Linked DNA regions of Mus musculus: all the other regions are linked to region 1. Evidence: chromatin contacts called from public HiChIP or PLAC-seq and promoter capture Hi-C data. All regions are on one chromosome and are shown on one strand. Each heading gives the region's core, a stretch centred on a gene start, on an enhancer-like site or on the middle of the called end of the contact. The rest is flanking DNA. Distances are from core to core; before and after follow the strand shown.

Region 1 (7,860 bases), core at 3,730-6,229:
GCCCAAGCAAAGGGAGGAAGTGAGGGTCCACTCCAGCTTGCTGCTTAGGGAACCCAGCTGTTTCCTGGGGCATTTCACACACACAAAGGAAAAGCGGGTTTTCTCGGGCAACATGCCAAGCCACGTCACAGGGGACACCTGGCTTGTTGAAGCCTTGTCCCGTTCTATCCTGCTCTCTCCAGAGATCTGGTGTCTCCAGAAGCCCCACCTTGCTCTCAGCACACAGCTCCATTTAGACAGGCCACGGCCTGTATAAAGGTTCCCAGATAGCACTGTGTCTCCAGGCTGTAAACGGCCTGTGCTAGCCAACAGTCCCCAAGGCAGGAAAATGGGGGTGGCTGAGTGAACCAGCCTGGTGAAGTCCTCTACTGTGGAGGCTGAAGTAGGAGTTTGACCTGGCACTCAGGTGTCTGCCACACTGGAGGCAATCACTGTGGGAATTGCCATCTGAAGAGCCCTGCCAAGGAGAGTCTCTGCCAGCAGGTTGCCTGGGACCACCCTCTTCCCCAACCATCCCAAGATATTCAGCCCAGGCTCATGGTACCTAAAGCTGTGTCCAATGACTCAAGAAGCAAACATACCTGGCCTGTCTCCATAGAGATGCGACACCCTCCACTCTGCTGCCTTTGCAGGGGGCGGGAGGAAGCCTTTGCTATAGCCAGTCATTTTATCCTCTGGAATCCTCCGGCGGGACACCAAGCCCTGTGATCATAGGGGATGTCTGGCTCCTTGAAGCCCCTGGCCATCCTATTTTGCTCCCTCCTGTCATCTTTTTGTCTGGTCCTTCAGAACCCCCACCTTGCTCCCAGTCCACAGCTCCAAAATCCACTCACTGACCATCCTTAGCCTGTGGACGTGCTCTTTCTTCTGCCAGAAGTCCTTTTTGCTCCTGAGGGCTCCTGGGGTACTGATGCCAGGAGGACCAGCGACTAGGAAAGTCATCCTGCCCTGGTGTGGCTGCAATGACAGTTTTCAGCTAGACCCCAGAGGCTCAGACCTGGCTTTGTTACATGTGAGGCCAGAAGGCCTTCCGCAAAGGAGCTTAACCTCAACCTTCCAGCCCTGGCTCCTTTCTCTTTTCTCATTTTGGGCAAAAGTTGGAGGGGAAGGGAAGAGGAAAGAGGGGAAGGGCAGGCAAGATGGCTCAGTGGGCCAAGGCACCTGTGGCCTCACCTGATGGATACTAATTCAATGTCTAAGACCCATGCAGTGGGAGGAGGGAATAGACTCTCTCCTGTGTTGTACTCTGACTTCCACAGGTTTTACCCTTTCCCTCTCCCTCTCTCTTCCTCTCCTTCTCTCTGTTTCTCTCTCTGTCTGTCTGTCTCTCTCTCTCTCACACACACACACCACCACCACCACACTGTTATTGTAAAGCAATAATCCCTCCCTCCAGAGTGTCACCTAAAATCCTTTTCCCATGTCCAGTGCTGCCCATGTTGTAAGAGCAAACTATACCCAGTTTATGATTTCTGCCCAGGCGTCTCTGATGTTAGCAGCGATTCACCTTTGACTTGGGACAGAAGGCAGCAAAAGTGGGCGGATTCCCTTTTCGTGTCAGACTAGTGTGATAATCTCCTCCGAAGCCCGAGAGATTCCCAGTGTTTGCGCCAACAAATACATGGCGAAAGGCTGAGGTAAAGAGGGCTCTCATTCTAGAGTGTGGCCCCGTCCTTCTCACTCATCTGAGTCATCAAGATGGCGTCCTGTGCTGGGGCTGACGGGCTCCAGAGAGCTATGCAGGGCGCCTCTGGGAAGCCCCAGGGCACAATGGCCAGGGTCCATTTGGCCAGGTCAGCACTAGGCTATAGAATAAAAACCATGTGATTGAGGTCCTGCCTAGAGCCAAGTGTTCTCTGGCAGCAGCTGCAGATCCACATCTCCAAGAGGTAGGGTTTTATTAAGTCTAATGCAGATGTATTTGAAGAGTTAGCACAGCAGTTCTCAATCAATCTGTAGCCCTTTGGGGGGTGAGGGTCAAACAACCCTTTAGGCTCGCCTAAGACCATCAGAAAACACAGATAATTATGGTGGGGTCCCCACTGCATGAGGAACTGTGTTAAAGCGTTACAGTGTCAGGAAGGTTGAGAATCGCTGACTTAGTAGCTGAGAGACAGCTTATCCCTGATGGCTTTTGGGGTCAGATACATCCCCACTTGTGGTGTCCTGGACAGATGGTGGGCCCTGCACTCCAGAAGGCTTCCAGTGAGCTGAGTCCTACACCCTACAATGTTCAATTGTCAATCTCACATCTAGAAAAGAAGAGAAATGTTATGTGGCATTTATTGAGTAGCTCTGTGATCACTTTACATGATTTATTCGCCTTGCAAAAACCCTTCGCAGCCAGGCGTGGTGGCTCACGGCTTTAATCCCAGCACTCGGGAGGCAGAGGCAGGTGGATTTCTGAGTTCGAGGCCAGCCTGGTCTACAAAGTGAGTTCCAGGACAGCCAGGGCTATAGAGAAACCCTGTCTTGAAAAACCAAAAAAAAAAAAAAAACAAAACAAAAAAAAAACCTTCGCAATGGTATTTCTCCCCCCACACCCCCTGTAGTGATGTGGATGTATCCAGAAAGGGTATGCAAAATGCTCATAGTAACACAGCAGGTGCATTGCGGAGTTCATGAATATGCGACTTTGTTGGGGACATCACAGGTGCCACCTGTCCTGTCCATTCTTTCTCTCACTCTGAGCACCTTGAAGCTCTTTCCTGGTAAGTTCGAGTTCAGAGCCTGATTCCTAAGTCCTGTTGACTTCTGTTGGGGGCTTGAAGGAGGCTGGCCCTGGACTCCAATCTCACTAGAAACCTTCTTCCTAGGATCTGAGACAACGGTTGGATGACACACAGTTACCCACAAGGCCCCAGGGTCCTGAGCTTAGAGGATTCTGATGGGGAAGGGGGTGGGGTGGGGTCTGTGCTTCTGGACCATGGAGGTCTTGCTTCTCACCCAAGGGCCTGAAATGAGCTGTGGATGCGGTGTTCCCAGCGCTGCTTTCCTGCTGCCTGGGCTGGGGACAGGAGTTGCTGAGTAGCAAGACCGTGAAGGAAACACTGGGGTTACTCCATCATACCATCCCTGCACCACAAGATAAGAGCTGGCTTAGATCCAGGTCCAGTGCTAGGCGACTGGACGGCCTTGGGCAGGTCACACTCTGGAACCTGTTTCCTCAGACACAGACAAAGACGGTGACAGAGTGTGCCATAGATCAACAGCATACCTGAGAGGCCCTGCATGGAGCTGATAGGCACTGACTGGCTAACCACAGTCCTCACACAACTGCTGGGCTCTCAGAGGGTCATGGCCAAACGACTTCTCTCTTGCAGGCAAACCTCCTGAGTCACTTCCCAGAGCCGGAACCGGACATAGCTACAGCCGCCTGAGCCTGGATGCACCTTTCCCGGCTCTAGGCCTCGACTTTTCTACCCATAAAACAGTGGCCACCACATTCACCTCAAAGGAACTTTCGAGGTTTGAAGAAGGTCATAGAGAAGGCCCCATGGCTGCTCAGAGCTCGCTTCCCCACTGTGTAGAGTGGTAGACACAGAACCTGTTTCAGGGGATGGTTTAGATCAAGAGAGGTCGTCATGGCAACTGCTTGGCTCACCGCTTGCCACAGGCCAAGAACATTACATATAAACCGTGGATTTGAAAACAAACCAAGAGGGGACAGGATGTGGTGGTGTATGCCGGAGACCTCAGCCTCTGCTTCACTTGTGAGCTCCAAGCAGGAGCTGGGTGAGACTCTGCCTTTAAAAACATACAAATGAACAAAAAACATACCACCTCTGACAAAAGCCAAACCAACCGGAAACAAAGAATCAAAGCAGTGAGAGCTTGACCTTCCTGCCAAAAATAGAAGCTGAGTCCGAGGCTTCTTCTAAGTCCTTACTGTTTGTTTTGTTTTGTTTTGTTTTGTTTTGTTTAAGATGGGATGTCTTTGTTTAGCGCTGGCTTTCCTGGAACTAGCTCCATAGAGTAGGCTGGCCCAGAACCCAGAGATCCCTTGCCTCTGCCTCTGGCTCCTGAGTGCTGGGATCAAAGGCGTGTGCCACCGCTGCCACCACTGTCTGCAAAGTCTCTCATTTTTATTCATCCTATCAGGACACAGTCACCATATGTTGCCCAGGCTGCCCTTGAACTCCTGGCTTCAAATAATCCTCCTGCCTCAGTCTCCAGAGTAGTAGGCACGGGATGGCAGGCCTGTCGGCTTGCCCCATGGATTCAGGAAATGTGGGCGTTTGTCTGAATTTGTTGAATGAGAGGCCAGTCTCTCACATACAATTCTCTTAAGATAATATGCTCATCACAGTACAGAGGGAAATTTTGCAGTTTCCAAAGACCTTCATGTCCACCGTTTGACCTAAACACCTTGTCAAGTGGTACTGCCATCTCTATAACACTGAGGCCCAAAAGAGCAAGGTTTGTCCAAGGTCGCAGGGTGAGCTGGGGTAGCAACAGGCTTCAATCCTGTTAATGTGTCAGGGCTCTAGACTCAAAAGCTCAGTAAAGGACAGGGCCCTAGCCTCTACCAATCAGGCCTCTTTACTCAAGACCCGGTCTGGTACTCCATTTTTGTTAGGTATGAACACCACAGAAGGGGCAGGCACATGAGGCACTGTAAGAAAGTATTTATTGGAGGCATACCCTGCCTATAAAAACCCACTGGGCTGTTCACCTTCTCTGCTGGTCCCATACCTGGAAGATGTGACAACCAGGAGTGGTTGTTCTGACAGAGATCTAGACAAATCAGGACAGGGAAAATGTCAGAGATCACGGGATGAGACTTTGATAAGCCAGAGAGCCCAGTTTGGGACGCAGCTCCCCAGGGAGAGCGACATCTGGACTACAGTAGCCCTGTGAGGCATGAGCGGTATGTGCTGAGCTCAAGCTTGCCTCAGAGCTCTTGGGACACTCATCCGACTCTCTTGCAACTATCACAGAGCGAAGCTTGCGCTTTGGGGAAGTGGGTAAACTCTGCAGGAGTCTGCAGCCTCTTATCTGAGCCTAGGTTCTCTGGGCCTTCTATTTTCAGACTGTACTGTGGCCGCAGGAAGTCCCGGGATGCGTCGTGGAGTGACCCCTCCTGCAGTCTGAGCTTGCATAACGCCAGGCGAGAAGCTGCAGACTGGCGGAGGCGGCTGAGCTCCCGGTGCCCAGCGCCGCCCTCCGGGCTTGGGGCGTGGCCGCTACCCCTTTATCTGCGACTCCAGCGCGGGGGACGCAGCAGACAGCTCCTAGCTCTGCTCTGACCACAGGTGAGACTGCTCCTGGAGATCCCGGGGCCGGGCCGGGCTGGGCTGGGCTGGGAGTAGAGAAGTGCTCCCCCGGCACGCGGGTTGGGGGTGTGCTCCTAGCTGCATGCGTGCGGTGCCCAGTGGCGGAAGTGGGCAGGTGGCAGAAGATGGGGCGAGGCCGAAGACAGCAGGACCCTGACAGCCGGACAGTTATGTAGGGGAGCACCTCCCGGTAGGGGTGAGGAGAGGTCACCAAGGGAATTAGCCTCAAGGAGGGGACCGGAAGAAGAAACGTTTGAGGTCACCCCACCCCCGGAGGAGCAGTGGGGGGGTCACTGTAAGGGAGTGGGGAGAGCAGAAGGATTATGGGAGGACCAGAGGTAGCATGCCATGGAGAAGGAGGACCAGGGCTGGAGTAAAGCCTATGAGCTTGTGGCTTGTGGAATGGGGAGAATAATTCAGTGTCGTCTGCAGAAGTTAGGCATGGGAGACAGCCTGTGCAGCAGGATCACACCCTGGGCAGGAACAACCAACCTCACAGGCTATGTGCTGCATTCTAGGAGCGAGGTTATAATGGGACAAGAAGGAGCAGGGGTGGAAGTGTGTGTGTGTGTGTGTGTGTGTGTGTGTGTGTGTGTGTGTGTGTGTGTGTGTGTGGTATGTTTTGCAGATCCTTGTGGGGGAACCCCCAAGGAAAGCTTTAGAGAGGTGGGAGGGCTACCAGGCCAGAATATTGGATCCCTTCCCTAGCGTCAGGAAAGCCAGATTGCCCTAGATAGGAAAAGAGACAAGGCCCCACCACCACCCTCAGCCTTAACCTGGGGGATTTCCTCCTAGCAGCCCCTGAAGCCCCTTAGGCTGCCTCAGGCTATGCACTGAGAGGAGGCTTGGTGGATTCCCCAAGCTGACTGTTCTTGTTGGGTACCCGGGGACACCATGATGAAGATCTTCCCTTTCAGGGTACTCCTTGGAACCGTGGGAGTGTCTGAACTTTGGGGGAAAATGTCCTTAACATTTCCATTCTGATCACGTTACTGAGTACAAATGGAGACCCACAATGCAGTGTGAAACACCAATAGTTTCTTGTTCAGTCCTGGAAGACGCGGAGGTAGCCTTTTCTTTAAATTGGTTGAGCTGAATTGGAGAATTGGTTTGCAAAGGGGGAGGCGACCTGGTTGCTGAGAGACCCGAAAGCCTGCCAGAGCTTGTCCCGTCTACGTTTACCCACACTGGGTGCCCAGAAGTTGCCTGGAGCCTTGCTTCTGGAGTTAGTTTTAGACAAATGTCGGCATTATCGTTCCTCTGGGCCTGGATCACCAGATGCAATGGGGGTGGAAGTTATGCAGAAACATGGGAAAGTAGCTACTGTAGGTGACTGATGGAGCCTCTAAGCAATGCCACTTGGGGTCCTCCATGGCTTGTCTTTCCCTCAGGACCCCTCTGGAGGTTTTGCCTCCCAGTCACAATATGAACTCTGACTATACTTCTTACTGCTATTCTTTTATCTTTTGTAGATAGGAGTCTTGGCAGCTTTCCCACATGGGCCTTGAACGCCTGAGTTCAAGTGATTTTTCCTTCTGTCTCCAAGTGACTATTAACTTAATTTTGATGCAGGATCTTCGTATGTAGGCCAGGCTGGCTTCAGGTAGCCCTCCCACCTCAGCTCCAAATTGCTAGGGCCATTTCTCTCTCTCTCTCTCTCTCTCTCTCTCTCTCTCTCTCTCTCTCTCTCTCTGTCTCCTTCCTTCCCATTCTTCCTTCCTCCCTTTTCTGGTTTCTGGGAACAGGGCTTCTCTGTGTAGCTCTTGGCTATCCTGGAAAAAACACCTCTATAGACCAAACTAGCCTCAAACTCAGGAACTCAGAAATCTGCCTGTCTCTGTCTCCAGAGTGCATGGACCACCACTCTCTGGCCAAAGGTTATTTATTTCTTAACAGGATTATAGAAACATGAAAAATTTGGTGTGTATGATGGTACACACCTGCAATCCCAGCACTCGGGAGGCAGAGGCAGAGAGGCAGAGAGGCAGAGAGGCAGAGAGGCAGAGAGAGGCAGAGAGAGGCAGAGAGAGGCAGAGAGGCAGAGAGGCAGAGAGGCAGAGAGGCAGAGAGGCAGAGGCAGAGGCAATCACGATTTGAAGGCCAGTCTGAGCAACACGGTGACATCCTGTCTGAAAAGGACAAAGAGGGCTGAGCCAGTAAAGTGCTTGCTGAGTTAGTATGAGGAACTGAGTATGGCCCTCCAGCACTCACATGGAAAACCTGACCCACCAGGGCTGCGGTGGAGCTTAGGGGACTCGTCAGCCAATCCGTCTAGCCCAGCTGATGAGCTCCAAGTTTGAGGAGAGACCCTGCCTCAAATTAAAGTGGAGCATGGTAGAGGTCCTAACAGGTCCCCACAGAACCTCACACATGGGCATGCATCCACGTGTGCACACCCACAGAAAAAGAAACACAGATGGAAGAAAGCAAGGAAAGATGAATGAATAAATGAGAAAAAAAAACGAAGGGAGAAGAGACATTTGTACATTGTGTGATTTCTGAATCCTGGTTTTATTCTCTTTACCTAATGAGGCCAAACCTTGTTCTCCATGGTGAGATAAAATAATCTTTAAGAGAACACGCT
Region 2 (7,860 bases), core at 2,381-4,880, 250 kb before region 1:
CGTGGGGTTAAGAGTAGGCTACGGGCCGGTCAGTGGTGGCGCACGCCTTTAATCCCAGCACTTGGGAGGCAGGGGTAGGCGGATTTCTGAGTTCGAGGCCAGCCTGGTCTATAGAGTGAGTTCCAGGACAGCCAGGGATACAGAGAAACCCTGTCTCGAAAAACCAAAAAACAAACAAAGTAGGCTAAGGATCAGCAGTTTTGAATCAGTTGTAAACTGGTTCTTCCTTTTCAGAGAGTCTTATGGACCCCAGATGGCTGGGGGCTCCCCGAATGTTGGAGGATGACAACCTTGACTTTCGGATCCTCCCACTGAGTACTGGGGTTATAGACATAAGACACTACATTTGGCTTATGGGGTACTTGATATGGAAGCTCAGGGCTTTACACATGCCAGGCTTGAACTCCTGACAGGCCTGTCTGCCTTTCCTTCTTAATTATACTTAAGTACACTGTAGCTGACTTCAGAAGCACCAAAAGAGGGTGTCAGATCTCAGGACCTTTGGAAGAGCAGTCAGTGCTCTTACCCACTAAGTTATCTTGCCAGCCCCTGTATTCTTTTCTTTCTTCCTTGCTTTTCTTTCTTTGTGTGTGTATATTGTTTTTATTTGTTTGAGACAGGATCTCACTACACAGCCCTGGCTGTCCTGGAACTCACTCTGTGTACCAGGCTGGCCTCGAACTCAAGAGATTTGCCTTCCTCAGCCTCCTGAGTGCTGGGATTAGAGTGTGCCATCATACCCAGCCAACACTTTTTACGTAGTTTTCCTTTCTTAGGTTTTTGTTTGTTTGTTTGTTTTGTTTTTTGGTGGTTCTGGGGATCTTTTGCAGAGCCTGCAAAGGACAGACAGACTTTCTATCACTGAACTAGAGCCCTCCCCATCACTGCACTGGAGCGTTCTTATTCTCTATTTAGATATTCCACATACTATTCTGAAAACTGTCCTTCCCCCCACCCCTTCATTTTCACAGAGAACAAAAAGCTAGGCATGCTGGCCTATACCTTTAATCTCAGCACTTTTTGTTTTTTGGATTTTGTTTTGTTTTTTCAAGACAGGGTTTCTCTGTGTAGCCCTGGCTGTCCTGGAACTCACTCTGTAGACCAGGCTGGTCTTAGACTCATAAATCCGCCTGCCTCTGCCTCCCGAGTGCTGGGATTAAAGGCGTGCGCCACCACTGCCCGGCAATCTCAGCACTCTTGAGGCAGAGGCAGGTGGATCTCTGTTGAGTTCAAGACCAGCCTGATCTACATAGCGAGTTTCAGGACAGCCAGGAGGCTATGTAGAAAAATCCTGTCTCAAAAAAAGAAAAAGCAAGAGATAACAAAATACATGCACACTGATAAATGTAGTTAAAATTTTTTAACATAACATTATAGACAGCTTAATGGCACAAGCAAACCTTTGTCACCCTCAAGCCCACAAAAGATGTTCTTGTGAGAACTCCATCTTTGGTTGGGGGGTGGAGATGAAGTGTACCCTCCCACCAAGGTAGTTGAATTTACAGAACCTCAATGGTCAAGTGGCTAACAGGTTGTATGGCCTCTTTTGCTGAATGCTCACATCCAGTTCAGACCAGGGCCGAGGGAGGCTGCCTAGTACCTGATGGATGCGGGGACTCCTGGGCACTGTCAGCCAAGACTTGGCCTACATGCCTGGCCTGGCCTCTCTGGTAAATGGGGGAGGAGCTGATATTCAGGCCTGATGCTGATCCCTCCTGACAGCTGCTCCTAAGGCTGGCAAGGCAGCAGCAGGCAGGGGGGGAGGGACCAGATTTAAAGATCCAGCCGCCCTGCCCCCTGCCAGACTTGGGTAAGCCGGCATCGGTGAGCATCCTCTGAGCATACAGTGCCCAGGCAAATAGGTCAGGGACCCCTATGCTCTGGTGTCCACTTCTTGGCACCCTGGGCGACACCCAGTCTTCATTTCTGTTCCCATTTCACAGGCCAACAGGGAGGACAGTGCCCCCACTATGAGATTTCGACGCCTGACTCCTGGCTACTTCCGGGTGCTACAGGTAAGGAAATCTACCTACCTCTTCCTCCCAACTTCCCCCAACGACACGTCTGATACCCCCAACAGTCAGGCTGTCACGTTCCCTGCTGCCTGACTAGCCGGGACCCAGATGGGCAGTGAGGCGAGAAGGATTGGGGTGGAATCTCCCTGGGGCAGAAATGGCGCCTGCATCTTCTTTACCCAGCTGCGCCATCTTATACCCTTCTTCCTGCCTAGAAGCCTCAGTTGACCCTTCACGTGCACCCTCTGTGCTCTCCCAGATGCAGGTGGCTGGGGAGCTGAAGGCAGAGCCCCGGAGTCCCCTGGTTGGGATTGTGGCTACATTGTTGGCTGTCCTCGGGTTAGGTGGCTCCTGCTATGCAGTATGGAAGATGGTGAAGCAGCGGCAACCATCACAGGCCCCGTGATGAGGCGGGTAGCCTCTCGCCCAGGCTTGGAGGTAGGCGATTCAGGGGAGGGGGCTGCAATATCCGAATCCCACTTTTTTCCCCTTGGGGATTAGTCTCAGCCATCGCTAGATCCTACTCCCAAGTTTTACGCTGTACCTAGCCAGACTCCAGCCTAGATCCAAAGAAGCAGGGGGAGGATACCCGTTCCAAAGCTGGACCTAGTAGGGAGTAGACATCTTGGCCCAGAAACCCCTGGTAAGGGAAGTTAGTATCGGAGGTGTGCCCTCTTGTCCAGGTCCTTTATTTTGGGCAGAACACCCGGAAGAGAGCATCTCCGCAAACCGGAAATCCAAAATACACACTCTCAGCTTGGCTGATGAACCACTGCCCATGGGCAGTTCCTCTGCCCTGCATCCTTAGGCCACTCAGGTGGACGTGTCCATCTCAGGGATATCAGTGGACACTTCTGTGGGCACGCCCAGCCGCTGGGGTTGAACATACGAGCCCATGCCCGCTGCCCTCTCAGCTTCTTCCTGACTGTAGGGTTCGACACTCAGCTGCTTCAGCCTGGGAAAAAGAAGAGTTGGAGATCGGAGCTCACCGAGTGCAAACCCTTCCTGCATGGCACCCATCCGCCAGTCCTCTACTGACCCCTCCATACCTTTTCTTGTGGTCTTTGGATCGGAAATGGGTCTTCAGGTTGGCTGAATCGATGAAGTACCTCCTGCAGGAATGTAGGGTGAGGGAAAGAGTGAAGGGGTGAGGTCTCTCACACCTCCCTGGCCCTAGCTCGTTCCCAGACATCGGATTCTGAACCCGAAGTGATAAGTGGCGGGTTGACCCAGGGATCCCAAGACAGAACCTTCTAGCGGCTCGCGGCCCGGACCTCGCTGCCCCTAGCTAGTACCTCAGACCCTGCTCCTCCCCAGGCTGGACTCACGCGCAAGCCAGACAGCGATGCAGGCCGCCCCCTGGCAGGTCCGGGTCGGGCTCCGCGTCCGGCTCCGGCTTGGGCCGCGGGAGCCCCTGCGGCCTCAGCTCGCGATGAATCTCATCCAGGTCCGGCCGCCGCTTCTTGGCCTTCATCTGGCGGGCTAAGGAATGTGCTCGGTGCGCGCCGGTCCGCCGAGAGCGACCCATGATCAGAGAGACACCCACACACAAGACCAAGAAACAGGGAGTAGGGAAAAGACCCACACGTGTTGGCGCTTCCGGGCCGCCCAGTGACGTCACGAGAGGCCCGCCCGGGGGCGGAGCAGGATTGGACAGACTGCCTCTGATGACGTCACGGTCGGGTTGGCCGTTTGAGCGCCCCCAGATGGTCGTCGATGATAGTGACTGGGCTCTCGCGGGGCGTGAGCGGGCTTGAGGGGAGCCGGTCCCACTATTCTGCCCGCCCCATCCTCACTTGCCGGTTTCCACACCCCGAATTTCAGTGGTAGGGGATGCTTTTAACGTCTCTGGAAGCACTGTTGCTTGTGCCATGAATAAATTACTTCATAAATGAGAATTAGTGTGGAATCATGGATGGGTCACCCAGAGATACCCCTAGGTTCTAACAAAGAGCCTTGTTCTCCTCACCTACCCCCCACTGGCGTTTCATTTTACATCTCTCCTCTGTTCTCCCTCCCCCACTCTCAAGCAAATTCCTGGGGCAAAAAGCAGAAAATTGTTTCACAAAGAATCTACCACCTAAGGGGTCTGTCCTTGAAGAGTGCTCAGCTCTTTTTACAAAAAGAGCTTTTTGTCTGTTGTTGGTTGGTTGGTTGGCTGCTTGCTTGCTTGGTTCTTCAGAACTGGGGTTGGTGTCCAGGGCTTCATATAATCCAGGCAGGCAGTCTAACAGAGGAGTTTGGGGTGGGGCACCACATCACTAGCCCAAGAGGAAATGTCCCTAGAAGAAGCCCCCCACCTTTGCTTTCTTTCTTTATGCCCAGGGAGGGCTGGCAGGAAAGGGGGAAATGACCAAGAAATGGTGCCTCTGCTCATCTTGGCCTGGTGCCTCTCAGGCTGGCCAGAGCCAGCTCCACTATATGGGGGCAGAGGACCTCAGCAATAATTAAGCATTCTGGCTCTTTGGAACCAGTTGCCAGGAAACAGGGAGTGAGGCACGTGCATCCCTGGGGAGAACAGGTTTCTAGGCCAGACCCGAAGTGAAATGGAAGCCCAGCGTGCTGACTGGAGGTCTGGGATCTTCCAACTCCAACTTATGAGGACTGGGTAGACACAGGGTGGGACCCTGATGAGGACCCAGCTAGAATGGCAGCGATCACAGGATGCATAGGTATGGCTCCTGGACTCAAGACTCCACTCAAGTGGAAAACTTTTTCTACAGCTATTGAGCCGCCATCAGTATTCCCGACTGCAGGCAGAAAAATGGACTCTCCAAAAAGCTGACTTTATTAACTTTGGCCAATTTGGGTCAAGACTTGGGGCTGAAATGGCACAAGCCTGCCCCAACCTCAGAATCCGTGGGATCAAGTTTACCTGCCTGGCACTGTGCCAGCTGGGGAGACTGGTGCATCTTTCATGAAGTCACCGGATCCCGGGGACAGGCTCTTGGTTCTTCCAAGTTTCTGGGACCAGAGCCACTGGTGCCCACTGAGCTACCAGCCTTCTGTGCCTGAGTGCCAGGACCCTTTTCCCCTGCAGCCATGAACCAAGCCTTCTGGAAAACTTACAAGTCCAAAGTGCTACAGACGCTGAGTGGAGAATCTGAAGAGAACTTGGCAGAGGAGGTGGGTACTGTCCTTATTTTCTAGGCCAGACAGACAGCCAGCCAAGGTAGGGAGCACAGAGAGCATTAAATAGTCTGGGGAAGAAGACAATTGTAGGTGGGCTTCCAAACAGCACAGCGCAGCGACAGAGATGTTCAAGAAAATGAAGGAGAGCTAGGGCCATGAGAGAAGCAGTCGCTGACTCCAAGGATCTCAGGAGCTGCCATACGAAAAAGATCGTTCCAACGCCAATATCGGCAGTAGACACAAAAGTACGTTACACTTTATACAGCTTTCTAGTGGACAAAGTTAAGCAAAAGTGGGATCCCTTGCCTGCAGAGTAGTGAGCTCCTGTTTATGGCAGTAGGGAGTGGCTCTCACCCTCTGCGGACCACAGTAGCAGCATCTGATGAAAGCCATACTTAGGCCGTACTTGGTTGTGAGAGAGAAGGCAAAAAGGACTTTGAAACTAAGACCGTTTATGTCTAGTAGTTGTGATAAATGGCAGTTACACAAATAGATGCGGCAGGGGGCAGGGACAAGCCCGGCGAGGGGGTGGATAAGCCTATGATTGGACAGGTGCGTGTCCAAGACTGGCTTCCTGTGGATGTGTCGGCAAGAGAATGCTACAATTAGTGTCTCTGTGGACAGTCCGGTGCAGATGTGAACTGGATTTAGTGAGTTTCCATACATGTGCGTTTTGAGCAGAATTCTGTACCTGCGTGCTTTCATGTGGGCATTTCCGGGGGCTACGTTTGGTTGGTAGAGAAATTTGGAGGGCTGTGCCTAGGTCTCTGTTTAGCCAGCTTCCTGCAGGAGAGGACACAGGAATGAATTGCTTAGCCTCGTGAGTGCTCTTGCCCGGGTGCCTAGACTGCACACCCGTGTGTATACAGGGGGAGAGGTCTAGCCACAAAGACGCTTGTGTGTCTGTAGTAGCACACATAGTGTGCCATTGTGCAAGGTTTCCAGTTCGTTCAGCTGTGTTTGGGAGTGGGCAGATGTAGGTGCTCAAGGGTATCTGCAGAGATTTACCATGCAGCCCTGCGTATGTGAGCAGAAGCATGATGAAGAGATGTGTGTGCCCGCAGGCATTCCTCTGGGCTCCAATGGAGATGCAGGGTGTGTGGGAGATGCACTTCTATGGTACATAGGCTGCCTAGTGCTGGTTAGCAATGGGGCTCCTCTCATGCTTGGGGTTGGGGGTGTCTTATGTCCCAGAGGGAGAGCCCCACCTTGGAGGAGTCTGAGAAGGCAGAACCCACGGAGGAGACGTTCAACCCCATGTCACAGCTGGCCCGCAGGGTGAGTCTGACAGTCTTCCGTTCAAGCCTTGGAAGCCTGACAGAGGCTGTGGTGAAGCCCTGGAGGCTGGTCCATTCCTGACGCCCAGTTCTCTCCTCCCAGGTTCAGGGGGTTGGGGTGAAAGGCTGGCTGACAATGTCATCTCTGTTTAACAAAGAAGACGAGGACAAACTGCTGCCACCAGAGCCCTGTGCTGATCAGTATGTGTGTCCTTAGGGGGCAGGGCTGGAAGGGTCCTAGGATCTCTCTTCTACCTCTGTCCCAATCCTGTAAAGCTTTAGTCCCGGGCTGATACAGCAGGCCTATGTAGGAGATTGGGTTAGATCTCTTGGGACTGAGGTAAAGGGAAGTCCTTCCTGAGGACAGCCATCTCCCTAGAACCCAGGATAGCAGAGAAGACCTTCCTGGGTGCTTGTGATGAAGGGTGGTCTAGATGATAAACCCTCACCTTCCAAAGCAGCTTGTCACCAGCGTAGATTCCTCTTTTGGTTCTCTTGGTGCCCATGGAGGCCTGAGGATCCCCGAGGAGCCCAAAGCGCAACAGTTTGGAAGGAATTGCTTGATAAGGTCTTTGATATTGGGAACAGACTCAGGGTTTCATTTCCAACTGGCTTTGGTTTCACACACACACACACACACACACACACACACACACACACACACACACACACAGAGCCCATCTGCGTTCTTTCAGTCCTGCGCACCCACCCACCACACTCCCTGCTTCCCTAGGACACCCATCCATTAGTCTTGCCTCAGGGCTCCTGCCCACCTCTCCCCCACCTTCCAGTCCCAGGTCTCTGAGGACTTTTCCAGAGGCAAGGCTCCTTCTTCAGCCTTATCACCCCTCCTTGACAGTCCTTTCCCGTATTGACTCTCCCTAACTCCTCTTCTATCTCTCTGTGCCAGGATTTCTTCCACTTTCTCCGAGTACCAAATTCCTCTTTCTCTCAATCCTAGAGCCTAACCACTTGGCTCACTTGGCTCTCTCCCCACATGGGGGAGGGGAGGGTCCCTCCTATAGGACCCAAACAAGCTCACCCCAACAGGCTCCCCCTTCTCCTCTCAAAGTCCCTCTCTGGCTTTCCAGACCTGGCTTGTTGGCCTATCCTCTCTGCACCAGAGTCAACTCTCCAAACTCCTGACCGCTCCATCCAACTCTGGGATCCCGGTTCTCCTCTGCCCAGCCCTCTCACCTCTCCTGATCCTGTCCTCTTCTACCTCCCCTTGCTTTCCAGGCCCTGACCTTGCCCCGACTCCCTTGGCCTCTCTGCTTGTCTTTCCTTCTGTCCACTACCCTGTCCACTGCCCCTCTCTGGGACCCTGGGCCATCCTGCTGACCCCCTGTCTCTCCTGCAGCCCGCTGGCTGCGCCCCCTTCCTCGCAGGCGGCCACAGCTGAGACCGAGCCGCGCGGACCAGGATTCTGGGACGCG
Region 3 (7,860 bases), core at 2,064-4,563, 240 kb after region 1:
AAATAGTCATACACATGAAATAAAGTAAATATATCTAAAAATAGATTTTTATAGAAAAAGCAAATACATTTTCCGGGGATACTGTCTGGTATGGGAGGCTGTCCCCTCCCTTGGGCAGCCTCAGAAAAGAGAAGTGTAAGAAGAGAATAGAGAACCATTGTGGTCAAAGGACAACAGCCAGCCTGGGGCCTACCATGTGCTGAGGCTCAGCAGGGGTCACAGAAAGGTGCTGAGCTCATACAGCCTCCCAACACCCACCTAAGAGGACTCCCAGCGCCCGCCCGGGAAGCATGGGGTCTTAACAGCAGGAGCCACAGGCTGGTAGCTGCAGGTAGGAGTGGGGAGGGGGAAGCAGCTAAGGAGTAACATAGGTAAACTGTGGGGGCCAGGATACCAGAGACTCCACACATGTTCTGCAATGAGCTGTCATGCTGACCCTTGCCACAGCAGGGGTCCTGGCTAAACCAGAGAGAGGAGGATGAAGGGGGGAGACATCCACACTGATCCTGGGAGGCATTACATTAAGTGGGAGAGTTACCACAGAGAATATGGTTGCATTTCCATCACAGGCCCAGGGCAGAGGAGCACACAGAAAGCAGGATAGTGTTTAGCTGCTGAAGTGAGTGACACAGACGGAGGATGCTATGGGAGTTTCTAGTGTCTGTGGTGGGGTGAATGCAGTAGGTATCACACATGTGAAGGGGATACCAGGAGACAAAGATCAAGAGAACGGACCAGAAACAATACTTGATGTCATCATTGTGACTTTCTCCCACAGTAATGTGAGAGGCCAAACCTGGAGAAAAGATGAAGGAATGCCAAGCCAAACAGCAGACAACCTCTGTCACATTGATTTCAAACTACAGCAAACCAAAGATGAAGGAAACCATCCCTGAAGTGGCCAAAGAAAACCTGTGCAAACTACTGGGGGGGGGGGCAGTGCGGGAGGGGCACACCTTTAATCCCAGCACTGGAGAGGCAGGTAGATCTCTGAGTTGGAAGCCAGCCTGGACTACAGAGTGAGTTTCAGGACAGCCAGGGCTACACAGAGAAACCCTGTCTCAAGGTTGTCTCAAGCATTCACATTTGTGTGAATTTTTAATGTGATCAAAGAAAAGGCCCCACCAACCAAGAAGTCTGCACCTCATGAACTTGCCCTTAAATATGAAAGATGGGCTGAAGAGAGAGATGCATGATGGGTAAACTGAAGTCCCAAGTCTGAATCCTCAGAACCGATGTAATGCCATGCACAGAAGTGCACCTCTGGGACCCTGGCACCCCTATGGTGAGAGGAGAAAGCCCCAGAGTTTGCAGACCAGCTAGCCTGGGCTACACAGTGCTAAAGGACAAAAAGAATCCCAGTTTCAAACAAGGTAGGAGGAAGACTGACCTCTGACCTCCACTCTCACATCACGTCAGGTGTGCAGCCACACTCACACACACAAATGTGTGCACCATGCACACACATCACACAGGCATATGCACAAAGTGAAGAAATAAGGATTTCTGCAAAAGATAAAAATAGTGGAATTTACTGCCGGTAAACCTGCCTTGCAAGAAGACTAAAGTAAGCTGTTAAAGGAACAGAGACGGTATAGGCTAGAAATGTGTGTCTCCTTAATGTAGTGAGGATTTTGGTTTCCTTATAAAAACCCAGTTATGCTATGTGATTATGTTTTGTTCTGGTCCAGGGGTTGGGGCATGGGGCTGCTTCAGATTGTCCACAGCCGCAATGATTTATCTCATGTTCTAGAAGGGACGTGATTTTTGCCAGCTGCAGATAATTTGCATTTGGCATTCTGGGGACTCTTAAGAGGGTATAAAGTCGAGAGCCTGGGACAGCTGCTGGTCTCTGCTGTTGTGATCCCTACCACTTTTGTTATTGTTGGGTTGCTGGATAGTCTGATGAAGAAGACTCGATTTGCCCCAAAGAATTCGATATCCCTAGTCATCAGGAAGTAATCTAAAAAGACCTGTGTCCCTTTCCCCTGTCACCCTCTTTCTCTCCTACCGAGTGTTGGGGGTTCGAAGGGATTTGGGTGCAGAGGAGTGGTAGACAATGGAACCCAATAACTTAATCCAAAAAAGTGCAGCTGCAGCTTAAAGACCAGCAGAGCGGGCGGAAACGTCAGTGAGCGTGAAACTGAAGCTCATTTTCCTAGCCAGGCTTGTGAGCTCAGCCTCTGAAGAGACTGGCATGGAGCTGCAGAGCAGTGGCTCCCTGGCTAAGTGTTTGCTTCTCTTCCAGAGGACCCTGGTTCAGTTCCCAGCATCCATGTCACGGGATTCAAGGAACTCCCACCCCAGCGGATCTGATGCCCTCTTCCAGACTTTGCAGGTACCCACACTCGCATGGCATGCACATGCATGCGCACACACAAATACGTACACACAAATGAAAATAAAACAATTGGTTTTTTAATGTAAATTAGAGAGGAGAAGTATACAAAATCAAACCATGCACCCCAAATAATAAGGCCAGAAGACCAAGGAAACCCCAGTTAGTGTCTGAGGGAAGAATGAAGGCACCCTCCCTCTGGACAGATAGGGAAACTAAGACCCATGGAGGTTGATGGTGCTGGGACTAGCACCCAGAGCCCAGCTCTATGGCTCAGGCCTGTGGTGAGGCATCTGGATTTTGCTGAGCGCCCCCATCCAGCTGTGCACATCTGTCAGCCTCTGTAGGATGAGACAATAACCAGGAGCAGGGGCCAAGTACTCAAAACCTCCAAGTAGAACAACGCTGGAGCCTCCAAGGGGCGGGGCTGGAGCCTCCAAGGGGCGGGGCTGGAGCCTCCAAGGGGCGGGGCTGGAGCCTCCAAGGGGCGGGCCTGGCAACCGTTTCCTGGGGCTGAGCCTGGGCCAGCAGGGCTACCCCTAGGCACTACATTCCTTTGGTCACACCTCATCCTCCGGTGGAGGGGATGGCCCCCCTGGAGGATTACCTCAGCAAGTCCTAACTCCTCGCTCAACCTCCTTCAGGATAAACCGGTTCCTCCCAGTTCTGCCGGCCCCACCCTTCATGTCTGAACCTAGTGTGCGCCCCATGGCTTCCCTACCCTCTAACCGGGAGGAAGGAGTGCTCAGAATCCTCAGTAGCCAGTGGGAGACCTTTGTACACAGAAGCTCTGGCTATGTAAGAGGAAGCTTCCCTTAACCCTTAGGAGCCTCTAGTGAGAGGGGAGATGGCCTCAGGTTCAGGGACTGACAGTCTGATGGAGGAGACCTTTGCCACCATCAGGAGGCTCTGTGAGCATGCCCAGATGTGGGTTGAGTGCGCACAGCGGCCCCAAGTTTACCGCAGTGGGCTCCAGTACCTCAATTGTGGGCGGTAGCCAGCATCCTCACACTACCACCACACCCTGAGGCAACAGGAAACACATATTCCTGCCACACCCGTGCTTCTAGTGAGAAACTGGCCTGCTGTGGCTTCCACTGTCTCCATAGGGGTCCCCTCTTGCGCTGAAACCCATGCCAAGCAGGCCCACAGTGCTTGATACCGGGCAGGCTCAGCCTGCCTCTGCCGGGCCCTGAAGTTGGTAAGGCTCCAGAAGCCTGGCTTGCAAGGACTCACGGTTACAACATTGTCCTGTTGTCACCATGCCCACCAAGCCTGGAGATAATAACAGACAAAAACACAGAGCCCTTCTCTGATCTACCACAGTGGGGAAGCCAGTAACAGCTCTTGGAATTTTGTTTTGTTTTGTATTTTCGAGACAGGGTTTCTCTGTGTAGCCCTGGCTCTCCTGGGACTCCCTCTGTAGACCAGGCTGGCCTTGAACTCAGAAATCTGCCTGCCTCTGCCTCCCAAGTGCTGGGATTAAAGGTGTGTGCCACCACTGCCAGGCTCAGCTCTTGGAATTTAAGCAGAGACCACCTCTGTGGAAATGATAACACCCGGTTTGCTGGGTTTCTAACTCTTACTATTCAGTCCCCTTTCTTAGCTGGTGAGCAGGAAGGCAGGTCTGTCTTAAGTGGGAACCTGACATTGGTCCCAGCTGGCCAGCTGTGGAAGCACACCTGTCCCTACCTCAGTTTCTCAGGCACCTCCTTCATGTCAGGGACACACAAGTGTCACACAGGGCACAGCTGAAACGACTTGTTGGTGAGCAGTAGCAGTGCCGGGCTGCCCAGCGAGCACCCCTATCCCTTACGGCCACGGTTTCCCATAAGGCACATTGTCCACGCCAGGAGCCACAACCTGTCCTCAACTCCACCTTCCCCTGAGCCAGCTTTTCCCGTAGATCCCATGAGCAACTTGGTGTCTCTTCAGTAATTTCCTTTTGTTTTCCACTAAAAAAGTTGACTTTGGAAGTTGAGGAGATGGAAGAATCAAAGATCTGTCTGGTCTAGTCAGGTCAGAGGGCGGAGAAAGCCCCACAGCACATCCAAGGGAATGTGGATCTAATGGCCCGAAGTGTGGAGTGAGTGTTGAAACAGCTAATTAAATTACATTTACTCCATTAATTAAATGGTGGCCTGTGGCCATCTGGAAGGGAAAAACCACCATCAAGGTCAGAGGCCTGAGGGCAGGGCCCAGTCCATACAGCCCATGGGGACAGGAGGTGTTTGAAGGCAGATTCTGCTTCTGTGACAAAGGGGGAGGGGGGGTGCTGCAGGAGTAGAGGGTGGAGAACAGAGAAGGGAGAGAAGAGAGTGAGAGAGGAGACAGTGAGAGAGAAGAGAGAGAGAGAAGAGAGAAGAGAGAGAGAGAAGAGAGAGAGAGAGTGAGTTAGTTCAAATCCTCAAATCCTAGCTCCAGTCTGTGCCTGGGGCCAAGAAACACTTTATATAACCAGGCTAAAAATTCTCTTGCCTTTTTCTGCCACTGGAGCGGTTTGTGGAAAGCCCAATGTAGAGTTAGATCCCTCTCCGGGGACAAATTCCAGAGGCAGCTGTGCTCAGAGCTTCTCCCTCTTCTGCCGGCTGTACACATGCACACAGCCCCGGGGCAGCCTCGGCTCTTTCTCTTATTTTATGGCCTTGTGCTGTATGGGGTACATTTGGCTGCGAGTAACAGAAACTGTGAGACCCGGAGGGAGGGAGCTGGGCTTCTGGTGCCCCACAAGTCTGCTAGGAGTTTTCTCTCATTTCTGCTGATTTCCAGCTAGGATGGTTTCAAGCAAGTGGCCCTGGAGCCAACTCTCCCTGTTTTAGAACAATTGACTGCCTGCACCCTACACCATTTGGGAGGATGTCCTCTTCTCTATAGCTTGACATAAACTCCGGCGAGCATATTGTTACCAGGCATATCAGTGAATGCTACTCCGCAGGGTCGAGAGGTGATGTGGTGCGGCTCTGGTTTCTTGTTAGAACTGGCTTCCTGATGAGAAGCACGGACCATCCACCACTGTCCAGGCGAGGGGCGGGAGATTCTGCTAACCATGCAACCAGGTCTTCCTCTATAGCTTTGTTGGCTTGGTCTCTGGGATCATCCCTGAAGCCATGCTGTAGACTGTTTCCCCTGAGAAGCCAAAGGTGGTGAACCACAAAAGCCTCTTGGAGGAATAAGCGAAGAAGATGAGCTAAAGGGGACAGCCAGCAGCCACGCTGCCACACCTGCTGGGGTGGCTCCCACACACCTACAACCTCTCCCAGTATCTCCGAGCTTCAGACTTCCAGGCTGGTAACTCTGTGCTTTAGACCGGTGTAACTGACCACTTAAAGAGACATCGCCACACGAATGTCGTAGCTCATGCTCCTGGCCACTGCCCAGCTCTGGCCTACGTGCTATGCAGGCATCAGCTCAGCTTCTCCATGCAAGAGCCGTGTGAGGTGGGTTCCATTGCTACCATCTCCCATAGATGAGGAAAAAGAGGCTCCAAGGGTGACAAAGTCCTCTACTGTGTTCTGCACCCCCCTTTGAAGCAACGCTTCATTTTCCATCACCCTTCCCTACACTTCCCCCAAACCCCCCTCTTGTCTACCTACAACTCAGCGCTCGGGTCTCTGTGTAGTTATCCCTATGTGAACCCCAGCCAGAGCAGGTATCTCACCTCTGGGCGGCAATGGCTCTGTCTCCCACACCATCTGTAAAAACATCTGACTTCTAGTTTGTTCTCTCTGTAAGCGTCTCTTCTCGTCTGTGAACTGTGTCCCTCAGGGACCGGAAATGGGGCCCCATACCACATGCCCACTCCCCTAGCCCAGGGCTTGGCATCTGGTAAAGAAGAGATGAGGCCCAGTCCAGACCACCCCCTCCGCCCTCCACTGACAGCTCCTGAGCTGCAGTGGCCCTACCTGCTACAGATGCTCTGTGCAAGCAGGTTTCCCCCATCCCTCACAGCCCCTGCACCCGCACTTCCCCAGCTGCGTCTGCTGCTTCGCAGGCCCAGCACGGATCTCCTCACCTCCGCTCCCAGCCTCCTTCCTGCTTTACTCTTTTATTAAGATTCTAATTAAATAATTCTAATTAAGTGTAATGAGCTGAATCGACAAACTTCTAGCGATAAAATGGCACTCGGGATGTGCTCTCTCCTGATCTCAGACAATGTCGGTGTAGGGTGAGGGGCTCTGCTGCCGGGGGGGGGGGGGGGGGGGGCTCAGTGGGTGGGTCTGACCACCACCCTCACAAAGACATGGCCAGACACTGGCTCAGCTGAGGCCTCCTCTGGTCCAGCCTCCCTTTTTCTCTCGGCTACAGACAGAAGTCTCTTAGCTCCCTGATACCTACGTGTGAGGGTATGCAGCCTCCTCTACACCACACCAGGCATCCCATGACCCCTGGCACAGAACTGGGGTCTGTTAACCATGCAGGCATCTAAAGAGGAAGGCCCAGTCCTTCTCGGGTTCTTCTCAGTCTGAAGCTTTCACTTTTTAACGGCAGGCTGGCTGGGAGTGAGGAAGACACCAGGCCACAACCAAGAGACTGGCAGATAGTTACAGTTACATCTGGCCTCTTCTTGGACTTCACCCTTTCTTGCCTGGGCGATCCAAGTCACTTCATCTCTCTGAGCTCTAATGGCCACTCTTGATCTAATGTCCCCAGTTAGCTAGGTATCAGGTCTGAGAGGCAGCATCTCAGGCTGCCTGGCCCCTTTCCGCTGAGTGACTTGGGCCAAGTACCTTTACCTCTCTGGTCCTAAGCGGGATGGGAACAGTTCCACGTTAGAGGATGGGGCTGGAAACTGGATGAGGTGACTTGTGGAAAAAGCTGTGCCTGGCACACTCAGACACTCACCTCTACTTCATGCCTAAAGTATGAGGTAGGTTCCCATTCTACAGGGGAGAACACTGAGTCACTGTTTGACTAAGGTTATGGGACAAGGGACAAGAGTAGGCTAGGAACCCAGAACCCTTGGGCTTCTAACTGGTTTTGCCACAGTGCGGATGTCCTGGTTATTCTGTAGATTCACTTAGGATTGGTGGAGCCCAAACCTTCAGTCTTCCCAACTGGGAGGGGAGGGTCCCGCTATGACTGGGAACTGGAGGTATAGGGATTGCCAGTCTCCAGTTTTATGACTCTGCATCTGGGGACCAGAGTTTGGGCCTCTGTTTCAGCTGTCAGATTCCCAAGGGGCTAACCCTCAAGTCCCAAAGTCCGTGTCTGCCAAGGTCCCAGGAGCCCCTACTACAGCCCAGAGAAGACACAAGAGCTGCGGTCGGAAGAGTAGAACATGCCTCTATTAACCATCAGGAGGTAGAGAGAGGCAGGCAGTTCTCTGAGTTCCAGGGCAGCCAAGGCTACACAGTGACGCTGTCTCAAAAGACCAAAGGAAAGAAAGCATAACTCTGGGCACCCCCCCCCCAACAAGAGATGCTCACAGACACAAACATACATGCCTATCTGTGCCCTAACTCACATACATGTGCCCCATTAGGATCCACATAACTATAACACACAGAATCTAGCACTTGCTT
Region 4 (7,860 bases), core at 3,694-6,193, 150 kb before region 1:
TGAAGACCAGTGAGTGCTTTTAACCACTGACCCATCTCTCCCACTCCCTTGTTGAAGTTTTAAATGCAATTTTTGTTTAGGTGTGTATGTGTCTGTGTGTGTGTGTCTGTGTGTGTATTGAACCCAAGGCCCCAAGAATGCTAGTCTCACCCTATTATTGAGCTACATCCTCAATACAAACTCTTCCAAATCAATTCAAATTTTTTCTGAGGATACAGAGAGAGGCTAAGTTCAGATACAGTTTCCCCTGGTAAACTCTCAAGGCAGAGCTTCAGACATCAGAGCACGCACCAGGCAGGCAACTGATTCTGCAGTGGACCACAACAGGTTGTCCACCAATTTTGTTCAGCCCTGCTGCTATTGTAAGACCTCTGCTCAAGTCTCGGGATGAGCTGGCTGGCACCCCAATGACTCGAGAGAAAACCACACCTGATGCAAACTGTAAGAGGTTTTATTATCAGCTAGCTGAAGGAGGGGGCTTTTAACAGCTAGCTGAGAAATTGGGAGGAGTTGGGAGGAGTTGGGAGGAGTTGAGGGGAGAGTTGGGAGGAGTTGGGCTAAAGCTCTTCTCTGCCAGGTGTCCTTGGTAAAATTACAAGGCATGAGGAGTGGGGAGTGAGTTCTTTGTGAATTTTTATCTCCGTGTCCTCGGCACAGGAAGCCAGGCAAGTGCCTGACTAGGTCTTTTGCAATGATCACATCTCTGGTTGTAAGGTATAGAAACAAAAAGGCTTTTTGCTGGCTATAGAGAACAAAGAGCTTCTTTCTAGCTGTATTTTTAGAGATCAGGGAAAACAAGCTTGGGGAAATGTTTTAGGGGCTTTACCTTTCAGGGAGAAACGCTTTAAGCCGGGGTCTCACACTACCTGCCTGCGATGCTAGGCCCTCAGGACAGTCCCCCTTCTCTTCTGATGCCAAACACAAACTCCAGGTTGTTTTATCTTCTCGTGGCTTCCCTCCTAAGGTACCATCAATTTTCTAAGAACCCAGGGAGATGCTAACTTGACATATATTAGTTCATTATAAATGATATCGTGAAGGAAACTGTAGTCTCCCCTCAGGTCTCAGGGCAGGTCGAACAGGAAGGGGTGGAGTTGTCCATGCCCTCTCTAGACAGACCAGCTTCCAGGAACCTTCCTGTGTTCGCTCTCTGAAGCTACTGGAACTCTGTCCCTGTGTTTATGTGTGTGTTGGGGGGCCGGTATGTGTGTACTGGAGATGTCCTCGTGTAAACACAATTAAATTGCAACCCTGGGGGATTTGATTGGACGAGAAAAGTGAGACCCGCTGTTAAATAGCCGGTGACAAAACCAAGCAGAGTCTGTTCACTTTCCTCATCCCAGATACTGGGCAGGGCCTCTCTGATTGCTCAGGCCAGAGGATTCTTTTATGACCAGCTCCGAAGATTAGAATATCTGTGGCTTCAGGTGGAAGAGCAAGGCAGGAGGATCAGTAGCTCAAGGCCACCCTCAGAAAATTCATGATCAGCCTGGGCTGGCTTGATACAGTCTCAAGAAACCAAAACTAAAACCAAAAGGAATAAGTTGGGTGGTCTGACATTAGCCTATAATCCCATGACTCAGGATGCTGGGGCAGGGGTAGCTCAAATTCAAACCAGCCTTGGTTACATAGGGAGACTGTCTCAAATGCAAACAAGCCAAGCCAAACTAGATTTTATATATATATATGTGTGTGTGTGTGTGTGTGTGTGTGTGTGTGTGTACATATAATATCACATGCATGTTGGAATATGAATTTAAAACAAATCTGCGATCTGCTGAGCTGGCATGGTGTTGTGCATCTTTGATTTCAGTGCTTGGAAGGCAGAAGCAGGCAGATCTCTGTGAGTTCAAGGCCAGTCTGGTTTTTACAAATCAAATTGCCGGACAGCCAGGTCTGTTACACAGAGAAACTCTTATCTCAAAAAGCCAAAACCAAAACCTGGAGAATGTATGTGTTGCACCTAGGAGATAAAGGTGTTCTAACACACTGTCACAGTCTTTTTTTTTTTTTTTTTGGTTTTTGAGACAGGGTTTCTCTGTGTAGCCCTGGCTGTCCTGGAACTCATTTTGTAGACCAGGCTGGCCTCGAACTCAGAAATCCGCCTGCCTCTGCCTCCCGAGTGCTGGGATTAAAGGCGTGCGCCACCACGTCCAGCACACTGTCACAATCTTTCTCCCTAAGTAAGATATGACAGCAATCTGTGGTTATTCTATAGAGACTCCCTCAAACAGCACTTGCTGCCTCTCACCTAATTCATGTTTACAGGACCAGGGACTGGACTAAGGACTTTGTGCCTAGTCGGGGTCCTCTACCACCAAGCTCACACCCCAGTCCTTTTTCACTTTGGAACAGGGTCCCAGTAAATTGCCCAGGCTAGCCTTTTGCCCAAGGCTCCTAAACTGTTGGATTGCAAGCCCGTGTGACCTTGTCAGGGTCTCCTGTGTGTTTCAATTTAACTTCATAGGTGTTAAATGCCCACCTAGGTACTCAGTCCTGAACCAAGCTGACCAGGTGTCTTCCTTATGGTTTTAGTACAAACCATCACACCAGGGGAGGAGAGTTCTTGTCCCTGCTCCCCCATCAGCTGAATTCCAGGCTTATGCACCCAGAAATACTTGTTTCTTCTGTTCCCACTTCTCTAACTGAGAGGATTTGGTATGGGTTTCTTTTCATTATTGTTTGTCTTTTTGAGACAGGGCCTGCAAGTCGTAAGTACCCCAGGCTGGCCTCAAAGTAGCCATAAAGCCAAAGGGGACCTTGAACTTCTGATCCCTTTTCCCCTCCATCTCTGCAGAGGTGGGACTACAAGCATATGCCATTCCACTGGTTAATATGGTGCTGAGGCTGGAACTCGAGTCTGCATGCTACCCCAGTCCCGTCATGTCCAGACCAGTCTTTCCTCTGAGGTTTACAGTCTCATTTCTAGCCTGGGCTAGACGTGGTCATTTCTAGCCTGGGCTAACCATGGCCGTAGTGATACACATGGCCTTTCCTTCTGTAAGACCCCCGAAACTGGGGAGACCTCCGCTCAAGTCCCGGGATGAGCTGGCACCCCAATAACTCGAGAGAAAACCACACCTGATGCAAAACTGCAAGAGGCTTTGTTGTCAGCTAGCTGAGAACGAACTCCTTTTGCAGCTGTGCAGGGCAGGGGAGTTCGACCCCAAGGGGTAACAGTAGGGGGCTTTTAAAGGAAAAAGTGAGAAGTTGGGAGGAGTTTGGCTACAGCTCTTCTCTGGCAGGTGTCCTTGGTAAAATTACAAGGCATGAGGAGTGGGGAGTGAGTTGTAGCTCTTCTTTGTGGAGTTTATCTCCGTGTCCTTGGCACAGGGAGCCAGGCAAGGGCCTGGTTAGATCTTTTTACAATGATCACATCTCTGGTTGTAAGGTTTAGAAACAAAAAGGCTTTTTGCTGGCTATAGAGAACAAAGAGCTTCTTTCTGGCTGTATTTTTAGAGATCAGGGAAAACAAGCTTGGGGGAACGTTTAGGGGCTTTACCGTTCAGGGAGAAACGCTTTAAGTCGGGGTCTCACACTTCCTTCTCCCGCACTGGGCACTGGATAGGCTCCAAGGCTTTGTGCATGACTGCTCAATCCACAAACTACACCCCCAGTTATACTTTCCAAGCTGAGGTCATGAAGAATCTAGGAGATGGAGTGACTGAGTACAGAGATCATCAACCGGAAGGAGATATCTATCAGCACTGAGCTGTGGGGGGAGAGTGAATCGCAGAGCCCAATCCCCCCAAAAATAGACTGTTTGGAATACATAGGGCAAGCTGGGTATAGTGGCACATGCCTTTAATCCCAACACTGGAGAGGCAGAAACAGGTAGATCTCTACTCTAAGTTCGAGGCTAGCCTGGTCTACAGAGCATGGCCAGTTCCAGGACAGCCAGGGCTACACAGAGAACCTTGTCTCAGGGAAGGAAAAGAAAGAAAAGAAAGGAAAGAAGAGAAGAGAGGAGAGGAGAGGAGAGGAGAGGAGAGGAGAGGAGAGGAGAGGAGAGGAGAGGAGAGGAGAGGAGAGGAGAGGAGAGGAGAGGAGAGGAGAGGAGAGGAGAGGAGAGGAGAGGAGAGGAGAGAAGAGAAGAGAAGAGAAGAGAAGAGAAGAGAAGAGAAGAGAAGAGAAGAGAAGAGAAGAGAAGAGAAGAGAAGAGAAAAGTGTGGGGTGTGGTCTTCTCCGTTGAAGGTCCCACATCATCTCTTAGGAATTTGCTGGGCTTCTGGGGTACACAGTCTCCTGCAGTGTGTCTGTTCTCCCCAGATAGCATCGGTTAAAAAGACAGGACACTGTTCTTTGTAGAGACGGAGATAAAGCGGCCGATCTGGCCACTCCAGATCGCAATCAGAGAGTGCAAGGCAGGAGGAACTTTCAAAATGGGTCTGTAACTCCAACAGCCCTATTGTGGGGCACCGCCCCAGCAAGGGGGAGGCAGATCCTCTCTGGCTGCAGCCACGGGGCAAGAGCACCAGCCCCCTGTCACTCCCTTGCACCAAGAATCCAATTCCAGGAAGTCTCTCTTCCCCGCAGTAGCCCCCATCAAAGCTGCTAGTCACATCCCTACCCTAAGGGCAATCGAAGGATTTTCTTTCTTTTCTTTTTCTGAGGGTTTATTGTTGGTTGGTTTTGTTTTTTGAGACACTCTGTGTAGCCGTGAAACTTACTCTGTAGACCAGTCTGGCCTCGAACCTAGAGATCTGCCTGACTCAGCTTCCCCATTGCTGGCCTTAAATGTGTATGCCACCACGCCAGGCCGATTTTCTAGAAACTTGGATTCCAAGGCTTTTTTTTTTCTACAGGATTCCAGGAAGAGTGGGTTTTGTGGTCATCCAGTCCTAACTTAGCAACTCTAGGCAACTCTTAGCAAGTGCTTTTCTCTTTGCTCCAGGCAAAAACTTTAGGTCGCAGTCCGGCTCAGCTCCTTCGGGCTCCGGGGATGCAGGGGTCAGGTCCTGGGGGCAGAGCCGCAATTCCCTTTGCAGCCGGCCACCCTCCCCCCTCCCCGCGGGCTTTTGCACACGACGCGCGGCGGGCGGCTTCACACCAGGTGGCGAGGAGGGCCGGGGATAAAGCGGGCGGGCGCGGGGCGCAGCGGCAGGGCCGGAGCGGAAGGTGGAAGGTGACTGCGAGCTGCCATCGTCCCGCGCGCAACTTCGAGGGCGCACCGAGAGAGGCGGCATGCAGACTATGGACAAGCAGAACCTGCTGGAGAGCACGCGCGGAGCCCGGTAAGTTCAAGCCCCAAGGGGCGGGAAGCTGGGCAGCATCACACGTACCTCCTCTTTGACCATCTCGGCTGTGGTTGGTCCGAGCGGGGGCTTGAACTGGGACCCGATCCGAGGGATGGGGTGAGGCAAGAGAAAGGAAATTGGCGGCGGCCTCGTAGCCTCAGGGATCACCTGTCTCACCTGGCCAAGCACACAGTTCCTGAACGCTGCCTGCCTGTACGCCCGAGTGGGACGTAGGGTGCCTGGAACCCCGCCTTCACTCCAGCACTTTGATCCCGGGCAGCCCTGAGGTGGGGAGGCCCGGTGTCCTTGGGTGCGCTGAGCTATGGTCTTTAGCTGCTGTTTGAGCCAGAACTCTGCTCAGAGCTCTTTCTCTGAGCTCGACCGGACTGACTGCCCTTTGGCTAGTTCGCAAAGCTCTCAGCCTGGGAATGGGTGGAGGAGCAGGGGACCATCATAGAACAAGGTCCCAAGACTCACCTCCCCAATACCACACCCACCCCCCTGTAACATTGGCTGCATACCTCTGCTTACCCGCCAGCCAACGCGGGGTTCGGAGTGTTCTTACTTGTTCTGGAAACAGCAGACTAGCAATAACTCCCAGAGACTGGCCCAGTGCCCCCTCCCCCGTCTCCGGCTGAGCGGTCTCCTGTCCTTCCTCTTGCCTCCAGGTCCTTCTTAGGATCTCTGTGGAAGAGTGAAGCTAGCCGGATCCCTCCTGTGGACCTGCCCGCGGTTGAGCTGGCTGTCCAGAGCAACCATTATTGCCATGCCCAGAAGGATTCTGGAAGTCACCCTGACCCCGAGAAGCAGAGGGCCCGACGCAAACTCTATGTGGCCTCTGCCATCTGCCTGGTGTTCATGATTGGCGAAATCATTGGTAAGGCCGTGTGTGTGTGTGTGTGTGTGTGTGTGTGTGTGTGTGTGTGTGTGTGTGAATTAAGTGAAAGTTGCTGTGCACATAGGCTGAATGTTTACATTAATGCTAATGGCAGTAATAGCTACCCGTTTTATTGGTTACTTTTTCTTCTTTCTTTTTTCTTTCTTTCTTCCTTCCTTCCTTTCTTTCTATTTTTTTTTTTTTGAGCTTTCACTTTGCTTGCCTAGAACTCATATCTGTCTGTTTCTGCTTCTAGAGTGTTGGGATTAACGATATGTGACACCACAACCACCATTATTTATTTGTTTGTTTGTTCGTTTGTTTATTATTTTTCGAGACAGGGTTTCTCTGTGTAACCCTGGCTGTTATAACTCCCTTAGACCAGACTGGCTTCGAACTCAGAGACCTGCCTGTCTCTGCCTTTCATGTGCCTCTACCACCGGGCTAATTTTTTTTTTTTTTTTTAAGGCAATCACTTGGCATGGCTCTGTAGTTAAGAGCACTGGCTGCTCTTCCAGGGGACCTGGCCCTGCTTCCCCGCACCTATGTGAGGGCTCTGTCATCTGTTACTCTATCTAGCCCCAGGGAGTCGGATGCCCTCTTGTGGCTTCTGTGGGCACCAGGCATATGGTATACATACATACATGTAAGCAAAAGACATACACTTAGGTTAATAATAAAAGAGATAAGAAGAGCCCCTACTGAGGCCCTTATTTTGCTTTCCTGTCCCTAGGTGAACTTGATTTTCTGTGAATAAGATCTGAGATAAACAGCTGAGGTGCATATTTAACATAACAAAGTGAACCAGGCCTCCAGGTTCTCCCAGCCTCCTTCAGTCTCTACCTGGTAAAATCTGCCCTCCACCCTGAACTTTTCAGCCCAGGGGACTAAACAACTTCTCCCCCAAGAGGGACTGTTTCCTAAATAATCCAGACATTTTGGCACCCTGCTTTGAACTCTAACTCACTCTCTCTCTCTCTCTCTCTCTCTCTCTCTCCCACACACTTCCTTGTTCTTCCCCCTCCCCTCTATCTCCCTCTTCATGAAGACTTCCCTGGCCTCTTTCTTGGGACCAATTAACTCACCTGAGAGCCACATAAGAGGTTTCCCAATAAACCTGCCTTTAAATATACTTTAATCTGCTTGAATTAGCTCATTTTCCCATGGAGAAATGACTTTTCTTTCTTCCCTTTTATTTTCCTTGAATTTTTTTTTTTTTTTTAATTAGATGGGATTTCTCTGTAGCCCTGGCTGTCCTGGAACTCACACTCTTTTAGACCAGGCTGGCCTTGAACTCCTAGAGATCCACCTACCTCTGCTTCCCGAGTGCTGGGTTTAACGGTTTCCCCACCACCAGCATTACACACACACAGACAGACACAGACAGGGTTCCTCTGTGTAGCCCCGGGGCTGGCTTGGAACTTGCTCAGTAGCCCATGCTTGCCTCAGCTCAGTGCCTTCCCTGTCTCTCTGCTGGGATGAAAGGTGTGCTCCACTACAGCCTGTGAGAACTCCATCCACAGGCGCAAGAGTGGAGGTCAGGTGCCCATGTTGTACAACTGAGAGACTCAGAGACCTTGAACCCAATTTGGCTCATCTTCTAGGGTGTGTGGGCTCTTCGCTGTACACAGCTAGGGGAGCTGGCTCTTTTGGGGAACCTCAGGGTCCTGAATCTCGATGTTGCAGGTGGGTACCTGGCACAGAGCCTGGCCATCATGACCGACGCTGCGCACCTGCTCACGGATT

The links. Promoter capture Hi-C pulls out the DNA fragments that hold promoters and counts their contacts. HiChIP or PLAC-seq counts read pairs in DNA pulled down with a chosen protein or histone mark.
Region 2: an H3K4me3 HiChIP or PLAC-seq map of bone marrow-derived macrophages shows a contact between it and region 1, with 5 times the contacts expected there. The contact joins the promoter of Zfp593 here to the promoter of Paqr7 in region 1. A contact is called at or near these places in 9 of 39 promoter capture datasets (the HPC-7 cell line, Sertoli cells, embryonic stem cells and 5 more), 11 of 484 Hi-C or Micro-C datasets (B cells, the CH12 cell line, the G1E-ER4 cell line and 7 more), 9 of 115 datasets of contacts at active chromatin or transcription factors (SST interneurons, bone marrow-derived macrophages, embryonic forebrain and 5 more) and 5 of 9 other capture datasets (adipose tissue, embryonic stem cells, liver and 2 more).
Region 3: an H3K4me3 HiChIP or PLAC-seq map of bone marrow-derived macrophages shows a contact between it and region 1, with 4 times the contacts expected there. The contact joins the enhancer-like site here to the promoter of Paqr7 in region 1. A contact is called at or near these places in 5 of 115 datasets of contacts at active chromatin or transcription factors (bone marrow-derived macrophages, embryonic hindbrain, embryonic stem cells and 1 more) and 5 of 9 other capture datasets (adipose tissue, embryonic stem cells, embryonic tail and 2 more).
Region 4: a contact with region 1 is called in a promoter capture Hi-C map of stem cell-derived epiblast-like cells, with 3 times the contacts expected there. The contact joins the promoter of Slc30a2 here to the promoter of Paqr7 in region 1. A contact is called at or near these places in 6 of 39 promoter capture datasets (the 3T3-L1 cell line, hippocampal neurons, macrophages and 2 more), 3 of 115 datasets of contacts at active chromatin or transcription factors (T-cell acute lymphoblastic leukemia, embryonic stem cells and neural tube) and 3 of 9 other capture datasets (adipose tissue, embryonic stem cells and pancreatic islet).

The regions. Positions count from the first base shown.
Region 1 is chr4:134,491,782-134,499,641 of GRCm38.p6, forward strand. Paqr7 (progestin and adipoQ receptor family member VII) reads left to right here and starts at 4,980. Exons shown (of 2, transcript NM_027995.3): 1 at 4,980-5,255. It also overlaps the pseudogene Gm13250.
Region 2 is chr4:134,241,961-134,249,820 of GRCm38.p6, forward strand. Zfp593 (zinc finger protein 593) reads right to left here and starts at 3,631. Exons shown (of 3, transcript NM_024215.2): 1 at 3,344-3,631; 2 at 3,065-3,127; 3 at 1,346-2,970. The coding sequence starts at 3,543. The coding sequence ends at 2,829. E130218I03Rik (RIKEN cDNA E130218I03 gene) reads left to right here and starts at 1,803. Exons shown (of 5, transcript NR_040436.1): 1 at 1,803-1,862; 2 at 1,944-2,015; 3 at 2,275-2,453; 4 at 2,947-3,142; 5 at 3,463-3,913. It overlaps Gm30191 (predicted gene, 30191), which reads left to right and starts at 4,988. Exons shown (of 4, transcript NM_001372229.1): 1 at 4,988-5,392; 2 at 6,342-6,425; 3 at 6,528-6,625; 4 at 7,785-7,860. The coding sequence starts at 5,303.
Region 3 is chr4:134,731,453-134,739,312 of GRCm38.p6, forward strand. No RefSeq gene overlaps it. Among named protein-coding and RNA genes, the nearest start is that of Man1c1, 31 kb to the left of the region's middle. Within about 2 kb of position 3,314, at least 248 of the 459 cell types and tissues checked have an H3K27ac peak or open chromatin away from gene starts, as enhancers often do. A contact at or near this core is called in adipose tissue, bone marrow-derived macrophages, embryonic stem cells and 2 more, where this site is marked.
Region 4 is chr4:134,338,103-134,345,962 of GRCm38.p6, forward strand. Slc30a2 (solute carrier family 30 (zinc transporter), member 2) reads left to right here and starts at 4,944. Exons shown (of 8, transcript NM_001039677.2): 1 at 4,944-5,234; 2 at 5,906-6,114; 3 at 7,801-7,860. The coding sequence starts at 5,185.